3 separate regions of the Mus musculus genome follow, and regions 1 and 3 are each linked to region 2. Evidence: chromatin contacts called from public HiChIP or PLAC-seq data. All regions are on one chromosome and are shown on one strand. Each heading gives the region's core, a stretch centred on a gene start, on an enhancer-like site or on the middle of the called end of the contact. The rest is flanking DNA. Distances are from core to core; before and after follow the strand shown. Region 1 has its middle 26 kb from the start of Gm40305. Region 2 has its middle 17 kb from the start of Gm40304. Region 3 overlaps Gm30464 (a long non-coding RNA gene).

Evidence for each region. HiChIP or PLAC-seq counts read pairs in DNA pulled down with a chosen protein or histone mark.
Region 1: a contact with region 2 is called in an HNF4G HiChIP or PLAC-seq map of pancreatic cancer cells. The contact joins two enhancer-like sites. A contact is called at or near these places in 1 of 115 datasets of contacts at active chromatin or transcription factors (pancreatic cancer cells) and 1 of 9 other capture datasets (pancreatic islet).
Region 3: an HNF4G HiChIP or PLAC-seq map of pancreatic cancer cells shows a contact between it and region 2. The contact joins two enhancer-like sites. A contact is called at or near these places in 1 of 115 datasets of contacts at active chromatin or transcription factors (pancreatic cancer cells) and 1 of 9 other capture datasets (adipose tissue).

Annotation. Positions count from the first base shown.
Region 1 is chr5:53,951,671-53,954,724 of GRCm38.p6, forward strand. No RefSeq gene overlaps it. Among named protein-coding and RNA genes, the nearest start is that of Gm40305, 26 kb to the left of the region's middle. Within about 2 kb of position 1,756, at least 36 of the 459 cell types and tissues checked have an H3K27ac peak or open chromatin away from gene starts, as enhancers often do. A contact at or near this core is called in pancreatic cancer cells, where this site is marked.
Region 2 is chr5:53,562,626-53,565,745 of GRCm38.p6, forward strand. It overlaps a transcript of Rbpj not described here. Among named protein-coding and RNA genes, the nearest start is that of Gm40304, 17 kb to the left of the region's middle. Within about 2 kb of position 1,801, at least 49 of the 459 cell types and tissues checked have an H3K27ac peak or open chromatin away from gene starts, as enhancers often do. A contact at or near this core is called in pancreatic cancer cells, where this site is marked.
Region 3 is chr5:53,234,305-53,237,658 of GRCm38.p6, forward strand. The region is part of intron 4 of Gm30464 (a long non-coding RNA gene); the gene reads left to right. Among named protein-coding and RNA genes, the nearest start is that of Gm30519, 11 kb to the right of the region's middle. Within about 2 kb of position 1,982, at least 55 of the 459 cell types and tissues checked have an H3K27ac peak or open chromatin away from gene starts, as enhancers often do. A contact at or near this core is called in pancreatic cancer cells, where this site is marked.

The DNA of each region.
Region 1 (3,054 bases), core at 506-3,005, 390 kb after region 2:
GCAAAAGTCAGTAGTTGATAGTGATACAGGTGAGGGAAACTAATGAGAAACGGGGTATTTATTAATCTCCAAATACTAATAACTTCCCACTACACACCTATTGACTGCAAAGAAGAAACCAATTTTGCAAAGCCACTATAGGACTGAATCCCCCCAAACAAGTGATCAAAGCTATTTATTTACTTGACAATGATAAAAACTGACCCTAGTACATATGGGACTGCGATTTCTTTGCTAAAGCTAAGTACTCTGGATCCAATCAGAAAAACCACCAAGCAACCACAGGCTGAGAACACTGAAGATAATGTTAGACCCATTCTCTCTGCAAGTACCCATGATATGAAAAATAAGCATTGGGGGACTGGGCCAGAATGGAAAAGAACAGGCTAGAAAACACAGATTCATGCATCTAAGATTCTATGCTTATAAAGGACATTAGTGAAAAACTTGCCAAAATCTAGAATAGACCTATTGACTGAAAAACATGTATCAAAGTTAATGTCCAGACTTTGACCATTAGTCATATTTTGTTGTTGTTTTCAGCACAGTGATACACCACCAAAGTGACTAATCCTTTTAGCTTGCCTGGGATAGTGACACTTCCTGATACAGGACTTTGGAGGACTTGCCACGTAAATGGCAATGGGCTTCTCAAAAGGTTCAGAAGCAAGATGTGTGATATGTATCTGCAAGGGGGTAAAACAAAGTTAGTAAATGTTAACACTTGATACATAGTAAAATAGCCATACTATTTCAGTAGCTTTTCCATATCTGAAATTATACTAAAAATAAAAGCAGGAAGGAAAAGAGTTCAATACTCTGTCAAGAAACGTCCTCCGAAGCCAATAAAAATATGCTCTTTGCATCACGGCCCTCAGCAGCCATAAAAAGAGCCACATTGTGTCTCATTCTTGCAAAGCCAAGCATCGCTCAAATACCACAGATCCTCCACCCCACAAGCCACACCCCTGCATCATCCGAGCTCAAATGAGAGGGGCTTCTATCAGAAGACCATATTTTGAGACCTCAAAGTAAGAGATTAGTCAGAATATGATTGACAGTCAACTATTAGTTAACCACTGATTGTATGTTGGTCACTTTTTCTTCGGAGAAAAACACTCAAGTTTCACTACCGCCACCATGTAGAGAGTGTTAATAGTCTTCTTGAAGGGAAGAAGGGGGTGGAAACACGTCATTAGGAAGTTACATCAGTTGGCCAAGGATACACGGCTGCAGAGCAAACAGGGTGAGATCTCAAACCAGCTGGAAATAATGGAAGACAGCACAAATGGCCACCACTGGGGACAGCGAAACCTGCTGTTTGTCCTTCCCTGGAGTTGCATAGCAAGGAACCGTTTAAGAGGCAGAGGCACCCAGAGCTCCCAGGAACTAAAACCACCAACCAAAGAGTTGATCCATGGCTCCAGCCGCATACGTATCAGAGAATGGCCTTGTCGGACATCAATGGGAGGAGAGGCCCTTGGTTCTGGGAAGGCTCGATGCCCCAGTGTAGGGGAATGCCAGGGCTGGGAGACAGGAGTGGGTGGGTGGGTGAGCACCTCATAGAAGCAGGGGGAGGGAGAATGAGATAGGGGGTCTCTGGAGGGGAAACTGGGAAAGGGGATAACATTTGAAATGTGAATAAATAAAATACCCAGTAAAGAAAAAAAAAAGAGGGAGAGGCAGGATTATCTCAATGATACATTGTTGAGTCAAAACAGCTAAGCTCAGCTGGCTGTGGTCTTTGAATTCCTCTCTGCCTGAGTCATGTGTAATTTCCATAAATGTGTGTGTACAAGTAAATGCATACACACAGCTTTGCATTACCAGAGAGGTCAAGGACAAAGTCTCTTAAACTTTACAGTTCATAAGAACCACTTGGAAAATATTAATGGTTAATAATAATGATGATGATGATGATAAAACAAAAAAAATGTGTATTTACGATCAGGGGCCCCTGAGCACTTAGAACCTTAAAATACTCACAAATCATGCTATATCAGCTGATTTCACCTTAGAGAAGAGGAAGGTCACCTTGACAGCATTTTAAGTTTCTAAAAAATCATCTCTATTGTATAGAAAAGCAAGCTAGAAGGTGAGTAAGTTACCTCAAGGCTAAGTCCTGCAGGAAAGCATCCCCCTCCCGGATGTTGGACACAGATGTGGTAGGTGAGGCTCCAGGCTCTAGGTCACTTGCACACAGCCCATCTAGGAGAGTAAGTAGCTATGGTGTCTGGGCAGATGTCAATGGTAGGCAGACAAACTAGACAGGCAGAGCCAGGGTGTGGCCTCCTCACACACCCACTGGCAACAAGGCCCTAGAGACCTGCAATAACTAGCTGGCCTCTTGTGTCTGCAGTAACCAGCTGGCCTCTTGTGTCGGCAGTAACTAGTTTCCTCCTTGTGTTTGTGAGCAACTTGCTTTCTTCACTGAATGCACACATATTCTTCCAACCCAGCAGGCCTGGAGGCTCCAGGTACCAGGCATGACCTAGGTGGGAGACAGAAAGTCTCCTCATCTAGACCCGGATGCTGCAGTCATAAGATCCTTCAGGGTTAGCCTGGAAATGAGGTCCTGTCGCACCTTTGCCTCTGGTGGTGTCTAGTCTCACAGAGTGCTTGGCTCCTTACAGGGACTCCTAGCTACACTGGTTTACCCAGTCTGCTTCCCAGACACCTCTAATTTTATCAGACACACCTCTCGGCCTCAATCACTCAGCTCCAACTCTCCTGCCCTGCCCTCTTGCTGCTCCTCAGACTTCCAAACGCGTCATGACTCAGAGGCTCTCTGTCTTCCCTTCCCTCTACCTGGAATGCTTTCCGCCCGTCTCACATACCTGCATGACTTTTTTCTGTAGTCAAATTTAATTTCTTGCACAAGGAGGATGCTATGGTCCTCTGTCCACCTCTGCTCCCACACCCGCAAGTGGAAACAGCAACTCTCATTCCTTTTGTTTTCCCCGCATTGCTTTCATCTCCGTTCTAACCCCACCTCTCTAACTTAACTTTCTAACCCAACCTAGCTAGGCCAGTGCAGAGCTCATCTGGCTATGG
Region 2 (3,120 bases), core at 551-3,050:
GACTCACACATTTTAGATATGGGCATCAATCAGCTTAGGGGCAGAAATGTTGGACCTTTGGGTCCATGCTTTCAAGTGAGTCCAGCTTTCACGGTTGTAGTAGAAATGCCAGAGATCCCTCCAATATATTCAGCACTGGCATCCTCCCATTTGATGAAGGCAGGGCCTTCTTAAAGATGAACATAAGTTTTCTATTGACAGCCAGGCGGTGGTGGTACACGCCTTTAATCCCAGCACTCGGGAGGCAGAGGCAGGTGGATTTCTGAGTTCGAGGCCAGCCTGGTCTACAAAGTGAGTTCCAGGACAGCCAGGGCTACACAGAGAAACCCTGTCTCGAATAAAAAAAAAAAAGTTTTCTACTGACGAGATAGATGTCCCATTCTCAGCCTTGGCTGTGCCATTACACTCACTATTGGTGGAATCACACTAGAATAGTATATCATGCAATTGCTATCAATGAAAGATCACTGATGACCACAATATCTTCTGGCTACCAACTCCCGTTCTGGACAAATCAACTGCTCTGATCTTGGAAGAAAGCTGCAGGACGTGAAAAGATGTGATTGTCTGTCAATCAGGGCATGGTGGTGAGGCATGACTCATATTTTTGAAAGATCATCCCAGATGACCTGGTGATCTGGGATAGTTGACACACACACCTATGATCCCAGAACTGAGAAGCTGAAGTCAGAGAATTGAGAGTTTCAGGCTAAGCTGTGTTAGCAGTAAGGCCCTATTTCCAAAAGACCAAACAAGCAGACAAAAGCAGGTGTGCTATGAAAGGTGGACTGCAGGAGAAGAAGATAGAAGACTAGAGTGGAAGGGTAAGGGCTGCTCAACCAGGTCTACACCCAAGGCGTGATGCTGCAGAGCTTTGCCCATGGCATGAAACTAGAAGGACGGCATAATTACATAATGACAGTAGCTCATTGCACTCCCAAAAGGCTTATCAGACGAGGATAATTGAGAAAATGGCTTCTTCCCACTTAGCACCATTATCAGAGCACCTGAATTAACGAGCCCAGTAAATCCAGAAAGACAAATGGAGCCAGCGCTCCTTCCTCCAGGAAAGTCTTTCCGATGCGTTGAAGGCTGCTTTTACAGGAACCGTCTGAGCCCTAGAATTGGCAGTTTCAGTAACTCCACCCGTAGACCAGAAAAAGTGAGTAACATTTAGCAAAGTGATCTCCCACTGTAGTTATAGGAATGCAAGGTTGTCAAGTCCAACCTGCCTGGCTTCTGGAAGGGCTGCTACTCCCAACCCCCTTTATTTAGAGCACTAAGTAGCTGAGAGGAGACCTTAGCATAAAACTCCACTGTTGAAGCTAAGCTTGGGATTGCTGCTGGTGTTCTTATTTTAGGACTGTGTTAAGCTCAAAACTAGTCAATAGTTTAGCAAAGAAGGGTAGTATTTATTTCCTAATGTTTTATAAAGGCTTTGAGGATTCTTGTCAGAGAGGAACAGCTAAATATGTCCACCTGATATGATAGCAAATGTCTTATTTTATTAAACATTAAATTGTTTTATTATTTTATTGTTTTTATCCTATTTTTTTCCTAAGTAGAGCATTTTCCTTTGTACCTAAGAGGAACAGTATTTGCAGTGGTCCTCTACAACACCCTCTCTGATGATCAAGGTCAAAAATCAAATAAGCCCTCAATTCGGAGGCTGTAAGTCATTCTGTTAACAAGAAACAGCCATTGCAAAGCACTCTGTCGCTTTCCAGGTTGGAGTATCAGTCAGACAGAGACTCAATGCAATCGCTTCTTGGCGGACTCTGCTGCCCGAATGTAAGCTGTGTTCTGTGGGCAACCGTCTGCTTATTTTCTTTTCTGGACAAGTGGTTAGCCCATGTTGGATATCCTGTGTTTATGGAATTCCAGAAAGGCTATGTCATAGAAATCGCTGGTGTGCGCGTGCGAACGTGCGTCCGATTTATGGAGAGAAAGTAAACCGAAACAGCTTGTGGAGAAATCCACCCGAAAGCAGTGGCTGAGGTGCCCCTCAGAGATGCGGGGAGAAATCCAGCCGAAAGCGGTGGCCGAGGTGCTCCTCAGACCGGGGCCTTCATTTCCAAGGGCTTTATCCACTATGGTACCTTACCTCATAAGTACCAAGAAGTAAACAATAGATCCAAACGTCAAAGGCTGAGGTGCCCAGCAGAAAAATCATGAAAGCCAGACACATCACTTTATTGTCTATCATTCGTAACACACACACACCAAACAAAAAAAAACCCAAAAAAATAAAAAATACTTCAAGTTGTACTTAAATACAAGAAACCTTAATTTATATTTAAAAGTTGAAATTTTCCCATAAAATCTCAGACAGACGGTTAGAATTAGCATCAGCTTAGAAAATAAACAAAGACATAAGGGACAAGTCTAGGATTGAACAGAAAAGAAGGAATCCTAGAAAAGCTTTTATAATTTAGCTTTTCTTTTCCAACTTCTGAATGAGTTCTGTTCCACTGTTCATTTCAATAAGCTTGACTTTGTGTGAGGAGAGAGATGCAATCTTGGAGTTCAGGGGTTTTGTCTGTGATTTTAACGCCACGATTCACACAGGCACTAAAGAAACTGTTTGTTCTGGTTCCTATAAACTCACTTAATGTTTTAATTCACCTGAACCAACAACCGAATGCCACAGGCCATTTCGAAACAACTTTCCCTCATCATTCAAGGTAGCATGTGCTTTTCATAGTCTTTCAAATACTGATCCCTGAAACAAAACCAAAAACATACCTTTGCCCTGTTTTCTATTCACTGTTCACCGCTGTAATGTAAGTAAGCCCTCTTTGGGGGGGGGGGGGGGAATGCAAAAATGAAGTTTAACCCACAATTGAGTCTTACATCCTGTGGTCTTGGAATTTTAAAATTTCATTCAAAACACACATTATAAACAAACTCTCCCAAATGACCATCTCGAGAGGAATGTGGCAGAAATCCAGAAACAATTGTAATATTTGGACCAAGCATGAGCATAAATAGCCAGTGTGTGTTTTCATGAGGGGGATTATGGCTTGTTTCACAAACCCTACAGGGGATTTGTAGATGGGCAGAGCTCAATTCCATGTCGGTTGAGTGTCTCCAGAAGAAAACAATCCCTTGACAGTCAGT
Region 3 (3,354 bases), core at 732-3,231, 330 kb before region 2:
TGCTTACTTCCTGTGTGCTTTTAGAATGTGTATTCCATAAATCATATTTCAACAATAAAAAATGTTTGTTTACAGCATGGAACCCTTAAAAACAAAAACCACTAGTATTCAAGGAAATATTTTGCTTAGGAATGGAACTACCTTCCATACCAGCTGCCTTAAACCAGCAGATGTGTTCATCTTGTGAGGCCTCATTCAAAAAGTCATTGTTGTGTGTGTGTGTGTGTGTGTACACGTACACATGTGTGCATGCACATATGTGAGTGTATAGTCATGTGTATATGTGAGATCATGTTTGTACTTATGTGTACATGTGTGATATATTATGTGTATGTGTATGTGTGTGTGTGTGTGTGTGTGTGTGTGTGTGTGTGTGCATGACACACACATGTATCTCATATGTGTGTAAGAGGCAGGTAGGAATATATCAAGTCTCTTTCCCAGCCTGGAGGTGGAGGATGTGGGGTCCATCAGGGACACTATTCCTTGGGGATTGTGGCAAATATAAGCACCAGACATGTGTTTTCATAAAGATGGGGATGTGGGGGAAACAGAAGGCAGAGAGCAGAGCTGGCTAAGAGGCAGCCCATGACATGCACACACTAGCCCACATATTTTAGGTATGGTTGCATGACTAACAACATAACCACCTAGCCATCTTCAGCATCCCCAGAAATGACAACAGCCTGGCCAGATCTGTCTGGTTTGGGTACTCACTCTCTCTTTTCTGGACATGTTCCATCTACCACTGACTTCACCAACCTGTCAGAATTGACCACTTCATTAAGGCAGCAATATGAGGGGCTTAGTGCACACCTTTAGTCTTAGCATTCAGGAGGCAGAGGCAAGCGGGTTTCTGTCAGCCAGAATTACATAGCAGGCTACCCAGAGGTCCACAGTGAGTCCTTGTCTCAAAAAAGAAAAAGAAAAAGAAAAAAAAAAGGATAGGAAAGCTGCTACAAACATTTCTAGTTCAATCAAAAAGGCAAAAATGACCTTGACCTTGGAAAATGAAAACGCAATCCTCAGCAAAGTATCTCATTAAATCACAAATACCTTGGATCTTGTTTATTAGTCTCCATTGCAAATACCAAGCTCAGCAGTAAATCAGCCATAGCAGTAGCCAGGTATCCATGTGTCCCAATAAAACTTTATTTACAAGAACAAACAGTGGTCCAAATGTGATCCATTAGCTTTAGTTTGCAGAGCCCTGCTCTGAGGTGCAGCCATATTTAGGACTGAGCAAACACTGTTTGGGAAGTGGGTTAATTTCCTGAGACCTTGAAACAAACGTCAGAGACAACACCAGGTAGCACACTTGATGTGCATCCCACTGAGTGGCTCTTCTCTGCTCTCAGAGGCCTTCGGAAGCACCCTTCACCTGAGAACTTCCTGGGCTTGCATTCACATTGAGCCCCGCCTCTTTCCCAGCCTGCCCCCCTTGCCTCTGTAGCACACACCACGCTGGCCTGGCCCCAGCACTCTGTGTCTGCTGTGGGTGCAGGGCCATGCCTCTGACCTCTTCCCTACACTGCTGCCCCTCCCCCAGGAATCCCTCTTTCCTGCTACCAGATGGGCTTTGTCTTTCAAGAGATCCTTCAAGAGTCTCTGCCTAAAAAAAAAAAATAAAATAAAATAAAATAAAATAAAAAAAAAAAAAAGAGTCTCTGCCTTCAATTTTATTTTTCCTGCCGCAGGTAACTCTAGGCTGGGATGGTATCCTTTCCATATTCCCACAGCCCTTTGAACAGACGCACACTTCATCAATATAGCTTCAGCAACCTTTTCCCAATTTATCTCTAATGGCTTAACCTTATCGGGTGTAGTAGGTTTTGGGTTTTTTTTTTTTTTTGGTTTTTTGGTTTTGTTTTTAATCTGCTGCTTCCTTGCTAGGTTGTGAACTCCTTTCCAATGCAGGCTATGCCTTGTTAATCTTTGTTTACTCCGGGGTTAGCTTTGGATCTGGTGTGGAGAGGCAGCTGAGCCCATGTTTGCAGACTTGTTTAGCTCACTGCAGAGCCTGGTGGAGCTGGGGCCACTGGGGCTCTGTGGTATGAGTCACAGCTTCCACTGTCTGCTGTGTTCACGAGACACTTCCAGCGAGTTAATAGGCAAGTCTTCCCGACAAGGCGTTTGGGAACTGTTCACAAATGATAGAATATTAAAATCAAATCAAGTTCAAAGGTAAATATACAAATCTCTATTCCACCTAGGTTCTATATGCATCCTACGCATCCTTCAAATCTCTCTCTCTCTCTCTCTCTCTCTCTCTCTCTCTCTCTCTCTCTCTCTCACACACACACACACACACACACACACACACACACACACACACAATATTATTGTTCTAGTTGGTTCAACCACTGTGTGCTTTTGGCAAATACATTTTCTCTTTCGTAGGAATCTCATGAAAATCTCATTCTCATATTAGATATGGGACCATTGTGCATAGACTTTATAAAAGCTTTGTGGATTTATCTCCAGTTCCATTCAGAACACCAACAGGATGGTTTATGTGGAGAAAACCCAGCAATCTCCACGTGTGGCTACAGTTTTCCAAAGTGCCAGCTGGACGCTTCCTCTAGTCAAATCCAGGCAAAAATAGAGGCCACCACATGGCAAGTGTCCCCAGCCCTACCTCTTTATTGTTTATTTGGGGTAAAGGGTAAATCTGTGTGTGAGGCTACACATGTGAAGTTGGTCGTTGACCGCTGCCACGTCACTGGGTTTTCTGTAGTGTTGGTTTCTAGAATTCTCTTAGTCTAGAAAGGAGTGCACAGGACAAGCAGGTAGGGTGGGGCGGGGGGTGGGGCGGGGGCGGGGGGGGGGGCAGGGTAGGAAGCATATATGTAGTTCTGAACTACACATAGCCTCACCCCACAAGTTAAATAGGGGCTACTTCACAACCTTCAACTGTCATTCTTTAGCTTTGTTCTTGCGGGGTGGTGGTCAGGGTCCGTGGCTCATCTATATGCTTGCACATGGTATCTTATAGCAGGCACAGGCCTGAGGACACCCAAGACAAACATCCCCAGCGCTTGGCATATCCAGAACCTCCAGCACCCTCCATTTCTCAGGAAACGCCAATGACTCCTTTCTCCTCATCTATCTCAGGGATTCTGGGGGACCGAGTCTATGAGAATCCTCTCGGCTTTCAGGGTTCAGCTCAGTCGTCACTCAGTTAAACAGTGACATGTCATTTCTTCCCTCCTCTTGGTCCTTCTGGCCAGCTTCCCTTGCTCCACTAAAACTTTCCAAGGCAGATCTCCACCTGTTCTCATAGCAAAGCTCAAGGCCAGGGAGGCCCTAAATAGAGAGGATGCTTGCTTGAGATTATGTCTTTTGTGTTTGGCT